Linked DNA regions of Zea mays: region 2 is linked to region 1. The links are chromatin contacts, called in public Hi-C maps. All regions are on one chromosome and are shown on one strand. Each heading gives the region's core, a stretch centred on a gene start, on an enhancer-like site or on the middle of the called end of the contact. The rest is flanking DNA. Distances are from core to core; before and after follow the strand shown.

The links. Hi-C and Micro-C count contacts between places; a contact is called where the count stands out from the background.
Region 2: a Hi-C map of tassel shows a contact between it and region 1, with 2.2 times the contacts expected there. The contact joins the promoter of LOC103650921 here to the promoter of LOC542019 in region 1. A contact is called at or near these places in 2 of 25 Hi-C or Micro-C datasets (leaf and tassel).

Annotation. Positions count from the first base shown.
Region 1 is chr3:176,070,793-176,077,503 of Zm-B73-REFERENCE-NAM-5.0, forward strand. It overlaps LOC542019 (MADS16), which reads left to right and starts at 4,130. Exons shown (of 7, transcript NM_001111666.1): 1 at 4,130-4,413; 2 at 5,035-5,101; 3 at 5,227-5,288; 4 at 5,461-5,560; 5 at 5,660-5,689; 6 at 5,806-5,850; 7 at 6,102-6,517. The coding sequence starts at 4,226. The coding sequence ends at 6,239.
Region 2 is chr3:176,608,094-176,614,804 of Zm-B73-REFERENCE-NAM-5.0, forward strand. It overlaps LOC103650921 (probable pectinesterase/pectinesterase inhibitor 51), which reads left to right and starts at 4,110. Exons shown (of 2, transcript NM_001346721.1): 1 at 4,110-5,223; 2 at 6,538-6,711. The coding sequence starts at 4,245.

The DNA of each region.
Region 1 (6,711 bases), core at 2,880-5,379:
AATCAGGGGTACCTCTTACTACAGTGTGAAGGCACGGTGCCAACGCAGCTATCTCTAGTCACGTCGTAAACAGCGCCAGACCCCTTCGTGTGGTCGGTCCCAGGACCGCCACGTGGTCGGAGAAAAGACGATATAACCTAGGATATCAACAGCGGGTCTGGACTCCCATGGGAAAGTGTCGGACCCCTGTGTGTACGGACCAGACCCCCGGGTAAGGTCCAGAATCGCCACAAGCGTGCCTGGACCCCTGGGACGAGCCCCCGGACCCCCTGGGAAGGGTCCGGGCCACTCGCAGCAAGGTCCCAAGGTTCTGGCGCAAAGGATACCTAGGCCTTGATCAAGGTCGGGCGGGGGTCCAGAACCGACACGTGTCCAGACCATGCCGCATAAGCTCCTGCTCCCCGCTCAGGCGGAGACCCGATGCTGCCACGCGGCCTACTGCCCGTGACGTAAGCCAGCGGGCAGAGCCTGACGTAAGGCCTCTGGGCCGCGCGGTCTCTGCATTTATTACGGATAGGACGCGCCGCCTGATAGGCGATGTGCCGCCTCAGCATTTAATGTGCACTGTCGCTCTGCTGGCGGACGGTGACCAGACCATCCCACAGGCGGCGTGCCTGTCCATTCCCGTGGCAGGCGACGCGACCATACTGTCGCATGCGCCATGATCATCATCACTCGTATGTGGCTAGGGAAGCTTCCCCTGCACGCCAATACTACGCAAGCCGCGGATATCAGGGCGCAAGGAGATTGCACCCGGCCCGGCGTTAGTGACTCCGGGTGTTCCATTCGTTATGTTCCTGGGCCCACATGTCGGGGCTCAGCATCCTTTTACGTGTCCCCCTTGAGCTATAAAAGGGAGGGCATGCAACACTACAAGAGACTCAGACTCACTTAGACTCTCACACTCACAAGTTCATACAAGCTCTCAGGTATTACGCTCCGGCGGCCCGAACCATTCTAAACCCTTGTGTGTTCTTGTGTTCTTCCCGTTTCCACCTAACAGGCAAAACACTTAGGCCCCTCCTCATCTAAGGATTTAGGGCGGGTGCATTCTGCCACCCGGCCGGAGATTTCCTCCCCGACACTGTCAATCTTTATTCTAGTAAGGTTCTACCCTCATATCACTACATCACAAGTCTAGATGACAAGAGAGGTTCTCACCTGTGTAGGGAACGAAGCGCGGATTAGGAGAGAGCTTGGTTCCGGTGCTGGCTAAATGGCGGCGCGGGGCGTGGAGTCACATGGCTCGAGTCCGACGACGATGATGGTGGCGCGGGGCGACGATGGAGGTGGCGTGGCACGGCGACCGAGGCGACGGGGCGCTGACAGAGGCAGCGACCGAGGCGGCAGCGCTCTGTGGCGTGCGGTGAGTGAGAGAGTGAAAGGAGAAGGAGAGGGCCCGCGCTGGTCTATTAATGTAACGTTCTTTGCCAAGTGTTCGCGATCTCGCACTCAACAAAGTTGTTTTTATTTTAATTTTTTTGCGGAGTGTCCTGGATCTGACACTCGGCAATGAATTATTAGCCGAGCGTCCACTGACAAGCACTCAGTAAAAAATGTTTTATTTTTTTAAAAAAAAAACTTTGCCGATCGTCCCCCGACCGACACTCGACAAAGAATACTTTGACGTGTGTCTTCCTTTGACACTCGGCAAAGTATGTTTTTATTCTTTTCTTTTTGCACCAAACTTTTTGTGGTGTGTTCCTACACTATGTAGATCTACATGTTCAAATTTGGCACAGTTATAAACTTTTTTGCTATACCTATTAGATTTTGTTCGTTTAATTGAATTCCTTCGAATAATTTAGATTTGAACTGCAAGTCACTCGAAAATAGAAAACTATGAATACAAACACTAGTACAGATAAGCTCTATAGTGGCGGTTGTAAACCTATTTACAGTGACGTTTTTCGTAACCGCTAGTGCTAGGGGCCAGTAGAAATTATCATTTTTATAGGCGGGTAACTGAGAACCGAAAATCGATTTTCACTGACGGTCGGTGTAATAAAACCGCCAATGAAAATCGTTTCCAGGAAACATAAAACGGATTTTAAAAATAGCAAGAAAAATATTTTTATTAGGGAGGCCTCGCGGCCCACCCACCCCCACCTGTCTGTCTTCGTCGAAGTCGAAAATCGATTTTCACCGACGGTCGGTGTAATAAAACCGCCAATGAAAATCGTTTCCAAGAAACATAAAACGGATTTTAAAAATAGCAAGAAAAATATTTTTATTAGGCAGGCCTCGCGGCCCACCCACCCCCACCTGTCTATCTTCGTCGAAGTCGCAAGTCGCGGAATTTTTTGTGCACTACGCGGTTGTTAGGAATCGAACCACTGACCTCACCCTCATGCTTACCCTCCTCTATCACTCCGGCTATGACATGTTTTGTGTCTAGTTTTTAGTTTTGTTGCCCACATATTACAACCAACTGAGTGTAAATTGCTTGTTTGAGACCGTAAACGAATTCAAATAAAGCAGTTGTCAACTACAAAGTTGAATAATTTTTGAAGTTCTAAAACTTTCATTTTGACATTTTTTCATCCGAGGTCGTTTGCAAAATTTGAATTTTAAATTTAACAAATTTAGATACAATTTTTAGAGCCGAAATGATTTCAAATAAAAAAGTTGTCAACTACAAAATTTTATAACTTTTAGAAATCTACAACTTTTATTTTGATGGTTTTGTCATACGATGTCGTTTGAAAAACTCGAAAAATTAAGGATAAAAATGATTTCTAGTGGCGGTTCCTTAAGAAAACCGCCACTAGAAATCGATTTCTACAGGCGGGTTCTTAAAAAAATCGCCACTAGAAATCATGGATTTCTACAGACGGTTTTCATAAGGAACCGCCTCTAGAAATACGATTTCTAGTGGCGGTTTTCTTAAGAAACCGCCACTAAAGATAGCATAGGCGGTTGATAACCGAATCCGCCTATAAAAATATACCGCACCGCAGGTTTTGAGCCTTTTTCTACTAGTGAAAAATGCTATTCATGTTATTTAGCACAAGTTACGGCCTATTTTAGGAACATATCGGAATTGTCGAGCACCATGCTCACGAAACATGACCGTGAACTTGTCATCCAACTGTTTTAAAATTGTATAAAATATAAGCAAAGTCAGAAAATCATGAAATTTATCCACATGCCATGGTATCATATGTAGAGCCTATGGTAAAAAATTTGAGGCTGTTTCGAGAAAGTTGTCACGCACTATGTGCAGAAACCTAAGTGCCCTACACATGAAATCTTAGAACTTCAATATAGAAACTTAAGTGTCCTACACATGAAACCATTGAAGATCTGATGAGATTTCCTTTCCTGTTGACAGTTTCCATCTCCCGGACGACGGTGTTTGAAAAAATAGCGCCAACTGGCACGCAGAGTGGCTATCTAGACATACAATTGCTACATTAGTAACTACATTTAGTAAGTTTATTTAGAGAACTATTGGAGAACAATTTTTTTGTTTACTTCTTAAATTCAAAATTTAGTGAGTTGTTTAGAGAACTATTGAAGTTGATCTTAGAGATGATAAGGAGCTCTAAACTTTATACTATATAATTTAAAGATCAGATTAGAATCCAACTCTATTTATATTTAGTTTTAAACTAAATTAATTTAAAGCTCAAACAAATTATAAATAAATATTTGGATCATGATTCATTGCCATCCTTAGTTAGAGTTAATGCCTAACAAAAACCATAATTCAGAGTTCAATCACGTGGGTAATCGTTTTTCATACGCTCGTGTTCAAGTTTAAATCTTTAAATATATGATAAATTTATCATATTCTTTTATTGTCTTGTCAATCTCGTCATTCTCAAAGTCGTCGACACGACACGACACGAGGCCATGGAAGTACACAACGCCATTATACCGCACCAAGTACAGTACCTCTTCCCCTGCTTTCGGCTTTGCCATCAACCCCAACCGGACAGCGAGGTGAAGCCAAGTTGCCCCGCGGACGCAAAGCATACAGGCCATTTTGCCGTTTCCGGCGCGCGCCTCTGAACAAACCCGAAAGCCCCCCTCATCGCCATTCCTCTTCCTGCCATGGCGATCCTCTTTACTCCTCCCCTCCCACCACCACCGCCCCTCCCAACTACACCACACCGCACCGGCACCACCACCAACCGAGCGGCTCCAGGCTCCTGCTCAGGAAGGGGAGAAGAGGCGAGCCTTCCTTGGGAAGTCGCAGGAGGAGAGAAGGGGAACAAAGATGGGGCGCGGCAAGATCGAGATCAAGCGGATCGAGAACTCCACCAACCGCCAGGTGACCTTCTCCAAGCGCCGCAACGGGATCCTCAAGAAGGCGCGGGAGATCAGCGTGCTCTGCGACGCCGAGGTCGGCGTCGTCGTCTTCTCCAGCGCCGGCAAGCTTTACGACTACTGCTCCCCGAAGACATCGTGCGTGCCGTTTCCTACTCCCTGGTTTGCTTGCGGTGTCTGTTTATCTTTTCGCTGTGCCATAGTATATTGTTCCGGGTTTTGCCGGACTAGAGAAAGGATCTATATCGGGGCGACTAATCCATTTGAAACTAAAATAGACTTTTAGTTTTGTATTTGACAATTTAGAGACTAAAATAAAATAAAACGGGGGACTAAAAATTAATCGAAACCAAACTCCCCCTTAGTCTGCTCTGCACTGTTCTATTTTTGGTTGGATTTGGATACTGTTATATTTTCCATTACTGTGACTACTATGGAATTTTAAGTTGGTTCGGATAGGGGAACAGACAGTGCAATTAGGTGCAGGATTAAGATTTTTGCCGGTACTGTGACTGTTCTTGTCTATTTCTCAAGAACGACCTTATATGAGGTCTAGGAATTTTTTTTTTTTTTTTTTTTTTTGCCTGAGTGGCTTCTTGTCGGTTTAAAGTATATATTTTTTCTATTTGTATAGGTAAACCACCTATACCTCTCTTTATTAAAATAGTTATGACTGGCGTTCTGTATCTGATGTTGAACCGACACACTAGCAACACTCACGCCTCTATCTGTGACTGATGCCATTCTGGTATGACGTAGGCTATCAAAAATCCTGGAGAAGTACCAGACCAACTCTGGAAAGATACTGTGGGGTGAGAAGCACAAGGTGATATTTGGTCTCCGGACACAACGGAAACCCCTCTTCTATAGAGCTTAACAATCAGTTTGCTGGCCTCCTAAATTTGTTGAACATACTGACTGACTATTTGATGCGCACACGAACCGTTTCAGAGCCTTAGTGCAGAGATTGACCGTATAAAGAAAGAGAACGACACCATGCAGATCGAGCTCAGGTGAATGCTTAAACTTGAATAAATTGTCCACTCTTTGTTTTTGGAAAATTTCCATCTTCATATCAAGTTTCTATTTAAAGAGAAAGTGCGGCCTCATAGTTATTTTAAGCTAGAATAATTGGTCTTTTTTTTGTGGAAATTAACTCTTCAGTTCCTCCTATTAATGGTACAGGCACCTGAAAGGTGAAGATCTAAACTCGCTGCAACCCAAAGACCTGATCATGATCGAGGAGGCACTTGATAATGGACTGACGAACCTGAATGAGAAACTGGTAACAAATCCACCCAGTCAGTCGATATCAATGCGGTTGACGCTGCAGGTATTGCCATCCGTGTACTAATTTCTGATATCGGTTGCTTTGCTGATGCAGATGGAGCACTGGGAAAGGCGTGTGACAAACGTACGACCGTAATCTGGCTAATGATTCTGTACTTGTGAATTTTATTTGAACATGTGTATGGTTCTTTTCAGTTCTTTCCCTCATCCACTGCTTTGTTGCTTGTTGGTTTGTTGTAGACTAAGATGATGGAAGACGAGAACAAATTGCTGGCCTTCAAACTCGTAAGTGTCCTTGCAGAGTTGAATCCCGCGAGCTGAATTTGTACTTGAAAAGGCTGACCACTCCGTCACTCTGAAAAAAACATTTTGGAATTTAAGACTACCTTTACTTTGATGCTTAAATCACGCGTGCCGCATACAGACATACAGTTTTCAGAGACCAAGTTAATTCTCTAGTTACCGCTTTACTGCTGTTTAACTGTCTGACACTTAGAATGCTTGCCTAAGCCACCGTTTTCCTTGGTTGTCTGCAGCACCAGCAAGATATCGCGCTGAGCGGCAGCATGAGAGAGCTTGAGCTGGGTTACCATCCTGACCGGGACCTGGCGGCCCAGATGCCAATCACCTTCCGCGTGCAGCCCAGCCATCCCAACTTGCAGGAGAACAATTAGACTGCTGGATGCCCTCGTTCCACTCGCCGAGGATTTCACCCAGCCACCACCGCTGGCTTGTATGCCCTCGTGCGCTGGCAACTGTATCTTTATCTTTCCGGTATGTTTGGATGAACGTATAATGTGTGTCAGTGTCGGTCGCATGACGTGCCGATGTCGTGCATCTCTCTCTCTCTCTGCCAGAGCAGCGGAACTCTGCACCGTGAGTAACTTAATTGGTACCGTATGATCTGCCGGACAGTGAATAGTTTATGTGAGTGGGTCAAACCATAATGTGTAGTATTTGTGTCGAACTGTCAATGGCACGTATTTGGATTTTCACTACACGTTACATATGAAGGGATATACATCCATTTGTCGCCGCTGCCGTCGTGCAGACCTGAGCATGTCTCCGAAGTCCACGAATGGGCCGCCGCCGCTCAGGATCGATGAAGCGCTGAAATTGGTTTCGCCTTCGTCGAACGCAATCCTC
Region 2 (6,711 bases), core at 2,860-5,359, 540 kb after region 1:
CTCTAGGATTGTGAATTGAAACATTACAAACATGAGAATCAACCTTAGCATTTAAACTAGCATTTTCATTTCTAAGGTTGTCAATCATCTCACGGCAAGTGCTTAGCTCACTAGACAGTTTTTCACATTTTTCAACTTGTAGAGCGTAAGCATTTTTAACCTTAACATGTTTCTTGTTTTCTTTAATTAGACAATCCTCTTGGGAGTCCAAAAGGTCATCCTTTTCATGAATAGCACTAATCAATTCATTTAATTTTTCTTTTTGCTCCATGTTAAGATTGGCAAAGAGAACACGCAAATTATCCTCCTCATCACTAACATTATCATCACTAGAAGATTCATATTTAGTGGAGGAGTTAGATTTAACCTTCTTCCGTTTGCCGTCCTTTGCCATGAGGCACTTGTGGCCGACGTTGGGGAAGAGGAGTCCCTTGGTGACGGCGATGTTGGCGGCGTCCTCGTCGTCGGAGGAATCGCTTGAGCTTTCGTCGGAGTCCCACTCCCGACAAACATGCGCATCACCGCCCTTCTTCTTGTAGTACCTCTTCTTCTCCTTTCTCCTCCCCTTCTTGTGGTCACCTCGGTCACTGTCACTAGATATAGGACATTTAGCAATAAAGTGACCGGGCTTACCACACTTGTAGCAAACCTTCTTAGAGCGGGACTTGTAGTCCTTCCCCTTCCTTTGCTTGAGGATTTGGCGGAAGCTCTTGATGACGAGCGCCATTTCCTCATTGTCGAGCTTGGAGGCGTCTATTGGTTGTCGACTTGGCGTAGACTCCTCCTTCTTCTCCTCCGTTGCCTTGAATGCAACGGGTTGAGCTTCGGATGTGGTGGCATCATCAAGCTCGTTGATCTTCCTCGAGCCTTCGATCATGCACTCAAAACTTACAAAATTCCCGATAACTTCTTCGGGGGTCATTTTAGTATATCTAGGATTACCACGAATTAATTGAACTTGAGTAGGGTTAAGGAAAATAAGAGATCTTAGAATAACCTTAACCACCTCGTGGTCATCCCACTTTACGCTCCCGAGGTTGCGCACTTGGTTCACCAAGGTCTTGAGCCGATTGTACATGTGTTGTGGCTCCTCCCCTTTGCGAAGCCGGAACCGACCGAGCTCCCCCTCAATCGTTTCCCGCTTGGTGATCTTGGTGAGCTCATCACCTTCATGCGCGGTCTTGAGTAAATCCCAAATCTCCTTTGCGTTCTTCAACCCTTGAACTTTGTTATACTCCTCTCTACTCAAAGAGGCTAGGAGTATTGTTGTTGCTTGAGAGTTGAAGTGCTCGATTTGGGCCACCTCATCCTCATCATAGTTCTCATCCCCTACGGATGGTACCTGCGCACCAAACTCAACAACATCCCATATGCTTTTGTGGAGCGAGGTTAGATGAAATCGCATTAAATCGCTCCACCTAGCGTAATCTTCACCATCAAAAGTTGGTGGTTTGCCTAATGGGACGGAAAGTAAAGGTGTATGTTTGGAAATGCGAGGGTAGCGTAGAGGGATCTTACTATACTTCTTGCGCTCTTGGCGCTTAGAAGTGACGGAGGGCGCATCGGAGTCGGAGGTCGATGTTGATGAAGTGTCGGTCTCGTAGTAGACCACCTTCCTCATCCTCTTGTGTTTGTCGCCTTTCCGATGCGGCTTGTGGGAAGAAGATTTTTCCTTCTTCTCTTTGTGGTGAGAGGAGGAAGACTTTTTCTCCTTCCGTTTGGAGGAGTCCTTCTTCTCCTTCCTCTTGGTGCGGGACTCTTCCGATGAAGTGCTCCCGTGGCTTGTAGTGGGCTTTTCGCCGGTCTCCATCTCCTTCTTGGCGTGATCTCCCGACATCACTTCGAGCGGTTAGGCTCTAATGAAGCACCGGGCTTTGATACCAATTGAAAGTCGCCTAGAGGGGGGTGAATAGGGCGAAACTGAAATTTACAAATATAAACACAACTACAAGTCAGGGTTAGCGTTAGTAATAAGAAACGAGTCCGCAAGAGAGGGCGCAAAACAAATCCCAAGTGAATAAGCAAGTGAGACACGGAGATTTGTTTTACCGAGGTTCGGTTCTTGCAAACCTACTCCCCGTTGAGGAGGCCACAAAGGCCGGGTCTCTTTCAACCCTTCCCTCTCTCAAACGATCCACGGATCGAGTGAGCTTTCTCTTCTCAATCACTTGGAACACAAAGTTCCCGCAAGGACCACCACAAGATTGGTGTCTCTTGCCTCAATTACAAGTGAGTTTGATTGCAAAGAAAGGATCAAGAAAGAAGAAAGCAATCCAAGCGCAAGAGCTCGAAAGAACACAAGCAAATCACTCTCTCTAATCACTATGGCGTTGTGTGGAGTTTGGAGAGGATTTGATCTCTTTGGTGTGTCTAGAATTGAATGCTAGGGCTCTTGTAGTAGTTGGGAAGTGGAAAAACTTGGATGCAATGAATGGTGGGGTGGTTGGGGTATTTATAGCCCCAACCACCAAAAGTGGCCGTTGGGAGGCTGTCTGCTCGATGGCGCACCGGACAGTCCGGTGCACACCGGACAGTCCGGTGCCCCCTGCCACGTCATCACTGCCGTTGGATTCTGACCGTTGGAGCTTCTGACTTGTGGGCCCGCCTGGGTGTCCGGTGCACACCGGACATCTACTGTTCCTTGTCCGGTGTGCCAGTATGGGCACGCCTGCCATCTGCGCGCGCTGCGCGCGCATTTATTGCACCGCAGAGAGCCGTTGGTGCGGAGGTAGCCGTTGCTCCGGAGTCGCACCGGACAGTCCGGTGCACACCGGACAGTCCGGTGAATTATAGTGGACTAGCCGTTGGAGTTTCCCGAAGCTCGCGAGTTCCTGAGGCCGCTTCTCCATGGCGCACCGGACACTGTCCGGTGTACACCGGACAGTCCGGTGAATTATAGCGCGAGTGCCTCTGGAAATTCCCGAAGGTGATGAGTTTGAGCTGGAGTCCTCTGGTGCACCGGACACTGTCCGGTGGTTCACCGGACACTGTCCGGTGTACACCGGACAGTCCGGTGCTCCCAGACCAGAGGGCCTTCGGTTCCCACTTTGCTCCTTTGTTGAATCCAAAATTTGATCTTTTTATTGACTAAGTGTGAACCTTTGACACCTGTATAACTTATACACTAGAGCAAACTAGTTAGTCCAAAGATTTGTGTTGAGCAATTCAACCACCAAAATTATTTAGGAACTAGGTGTAAGCCTAATTCCCTTTGAGAGCCCACCGATGTGGCTGTCCTGCGAGAGGCCGAGCTTGATGCTCGGCATGGCCGCAACGTGTACAACAAACATGGGCGCAAAGCTGATCTTAAGCCACCAATGGCGCCGATTCTCGCCAGCTCGAGGCCCGCGATTCGAAGTTTATTGAGGTGTCGATTTGGGCCGACTGAAGGGTGCCAACATCGTTGGATTGGATGATGGAGGGATTGCGAGGCCGGTCGGGGGGCAAGGCAGATTTGGGGTGACCTTCACGATCGCTCCTTGCACCGTGGGGATTGCGGCGTTAATGGCAGGATGGTGGCGCAGTGCATGGGGAAGGGGATCGCGTGGGGAAGGGCGGTGATGGTGTGATGGCTCGGGTGAGCGATGATAGCGGGATGGTGGCGCAGGCGTGAGGAACGAGATCGCGTGGGGAAGAGCGGTGATGGCGTGATGGAGGCGCCGCGTGTGGGGAGTGTGGCGGGGGCATAGTGATGGTGTGGACGCCCACAATACGATCATATAGAGATTTTAGCAGGAGTGCACAGTTTAAAAAGCATATGATATGAGCAAAGCTCATAAAAACGAGAATATTCTGACGAGTCCCATATTTGAGAAAAAATTAACTATTTATCACTTTTTGAAGGTGGATGGCAAATCTTTTGCCATACCAGTGACTCATTTGTCAGGGACACATGATTGAGAAGATTTCGTGAGATAGCAAATAGTTAAATGCCCGCATATTTGATGGGAAAAAGAAGCAAATAACTCATCCACGACGCATGTTACCCCGTGAAGCTTTGGTTGTCGTTGCACTTTATAAGCACGCCCCTGGTGAGAAAAAGTTAGAAATCATCGGGAACTATTCGCTTCTGGAGACGTGAATGCTTTCCTCCCTAATTTCCGTTATATTTGCACCCATCACAAGCTCCCCATCGAACCCTTCCCGTCTCCAACCGTCGCCATCTCCATCCGCAATTTAACCACTCGGCCGCCGCTGAGTCAGAGTCAGTAGCGAGAAGCAGAGCGGCTCTGCTCCTCTCGGTCATGCGGCGCCCACACAACGCCGTCCAACCATCAGCAATGCCTCCTGCAGTTGGACTCCTTCCCCTCCTCCTCCTCCTCCTCCTCTTCCATCTCCCCGTCTCCCTCTGCTCCCACCACCACCATCACAGCACCCCACCCGCTTCTCCGTCCCCGTCCCCGTCCCCAGCACCCTCCTCCGCGCCGCTAGCGGTGCTCCTGGCCTGCAACGCCACCCGGTTCCAGCCGGCCTGCGTCTCCACGCTCTCCGGCGCCGCGCCCGATGCCTCCACCGCCGACCTCCTCGCCGCGACGCTCTCGGCGCTCCGCGCCCGCCTCCCGCCCGCCGTCTCCACGGCCAAGTCCGTGCTGGCGTCCTCCTCCAACGTGAACCTCTCCAACGCCGCCACCAACTGCCTCACGTTCCTCGCGCTCTCCTCCCGCCGCCTCTCGCCGTCCCCCTCGGCGCCGCCGCTGCTCTCCGCCTCCACGGCGCTGCTCCACCTCTACGACTGCTGGTCCGCGTACAAGTACGTCAACTTCTCCCGCACCATCTCCGACGCCATGGCCTACCTCGACGACACCATCACCGTGAACAGCAACTACATCTCCATGCTCGCCGCGCGGCAGCGGTACGGCGACGAGACGTCCCTCTGGCGGCCCCCGCAGACGGAGCGCGACGGGTACTGGCCCCCGCCCGCCGCGAGCTCGGGTGCCGACGTGGACGCGCTCGGCGTGCCCAAGGGCCTGCCGGCGAACGCGACGGTGTGCGGCGCCGGGTGCGACTACAGGACGGTGCGGGAGGCGGTGGCGGCCGCGCCGGACTACGGCGACGGCGCGTTCGTGGTGCACGTGAAGGAGGGGGCGTACAGGGAGACGGTGAGCGTGCCGTGGGAGAAGACCAACGTGGTCCTCGTTGGCGACGGCATGGGGAAGACGGTCATCACTGGCGATCTCAACGCTGACACGTCCGGCGTGTCCACCTTCAACACCGCCACCGTAGGTGCGTATAAACACGAGTACTTCCGCACCTTCTTTTTTTTGGCCGAGTCCCCGCTTGCTGCGTCAACGTACGTGTACACTCTACACTGATGAACGAACGCGGCGTCGTACGCCTACGCGTGTGCTTGCGTGGAATCAATGCCATCCCGTGACTGGAGCTGGAGCATTAAACGATTTCTCTGGATTAGATGTTGCGGTTGGTTACCGGGAGCCTTATTTAGGCCATAGCGCACACTGCTAGTGTTTGTTTTCCTTTTTTTATTTTTAAATTAGGCAGCTGGGACAACATTTGGTACTAAAGTGATGTGAACACAACATTTGCCTAGCCCTCCAAACAGAGAAGCAGCGCATCTAGTATCTGTGTCCACCAATTAATCTGCCTAAGATATTTGCTACAATGTGAGCAAATTTGGTGATGTTTGGTTAAGACCTTGTTAAGGAGAAATGGTAATAGGATCTCCTACCGGCGGTAATGGTTACTAGTTATAATTAGATTGGATAGTAGTACATAGTATTAATTGAAAGAGCTCAACTAAACAAAAGTATGTATTGTTATCTGTTACCATGTAATCCATTTAGGCGAGCCAAACACCACCTAAATCTCTACCAACAAATCCATTTCATGATAGCCAATCATTGCTACAGGCAAATTCAAATGGATTCACTTTCCAACAGTAGCAAGCTCAACAGTGTAGTGTGTGGCCAGCAGAGCATGTGGTCCGTGACGGGAAGAGACAATGCGCCGTAGCGTCGACTCACGAGCCTGTTCAGTCCAGTAGTCCTAGTCCTAGGCTACGCAAACTTTCCCGTGCTCCGGTCGGCCCCACAAACGAAAAGCCGTGCCGCGTGTGCATTGAGTCCACCACTCCACCGAGAAGAAACTGCTCCGGTCCAAATCCACACGCCGCCGTCTCAACTCTGTCGTGCACTCCATCGCACATTCACGTGCTAAGACCAACTCCAGCAGACTCCCTCTCCGTATCCCTAAAACGCACGGCCAACATTTTCTCTCTCCGTATCCGTCTCCGTTTCCAGCAGACTCTGTATTTGCACTCTGTATTTGCACTCCGTATGCAGTCTATGACACCTGGGCCCGCGAGCAGCCGCGCGCGCATGCAGTGAGCTGCGGAGAGGAGAGAGAAAGCGTGTAAAGGGGGAGTGAAGGTACAGGCCGTACGTTTTAGGGAGACGGATGCGGAGACTGCTGGACTGATGAATAGTGTGCTTCGCTGTCCAAAATAGGGATACGGAGCCGCATGCGGAGTGCTGCCGGAGTTGGTCTAACAAGTAGTGTGTCATGGACTTCTGGTTGCAGGCGTGCTGGCGGACGGGTTCATGGCGCGTGACCTGACGATCGCGAACACGGCGGGCCCCGACGCGCACCAGGCCGTGGCGTTCCGGTCCACGGGCGACCGCACGGTGCTGGACGGCGTGGAGCTGCTGGGGCACCAGGACACGCTGTACGCGCACGCCATGCGCCAGTTCTACA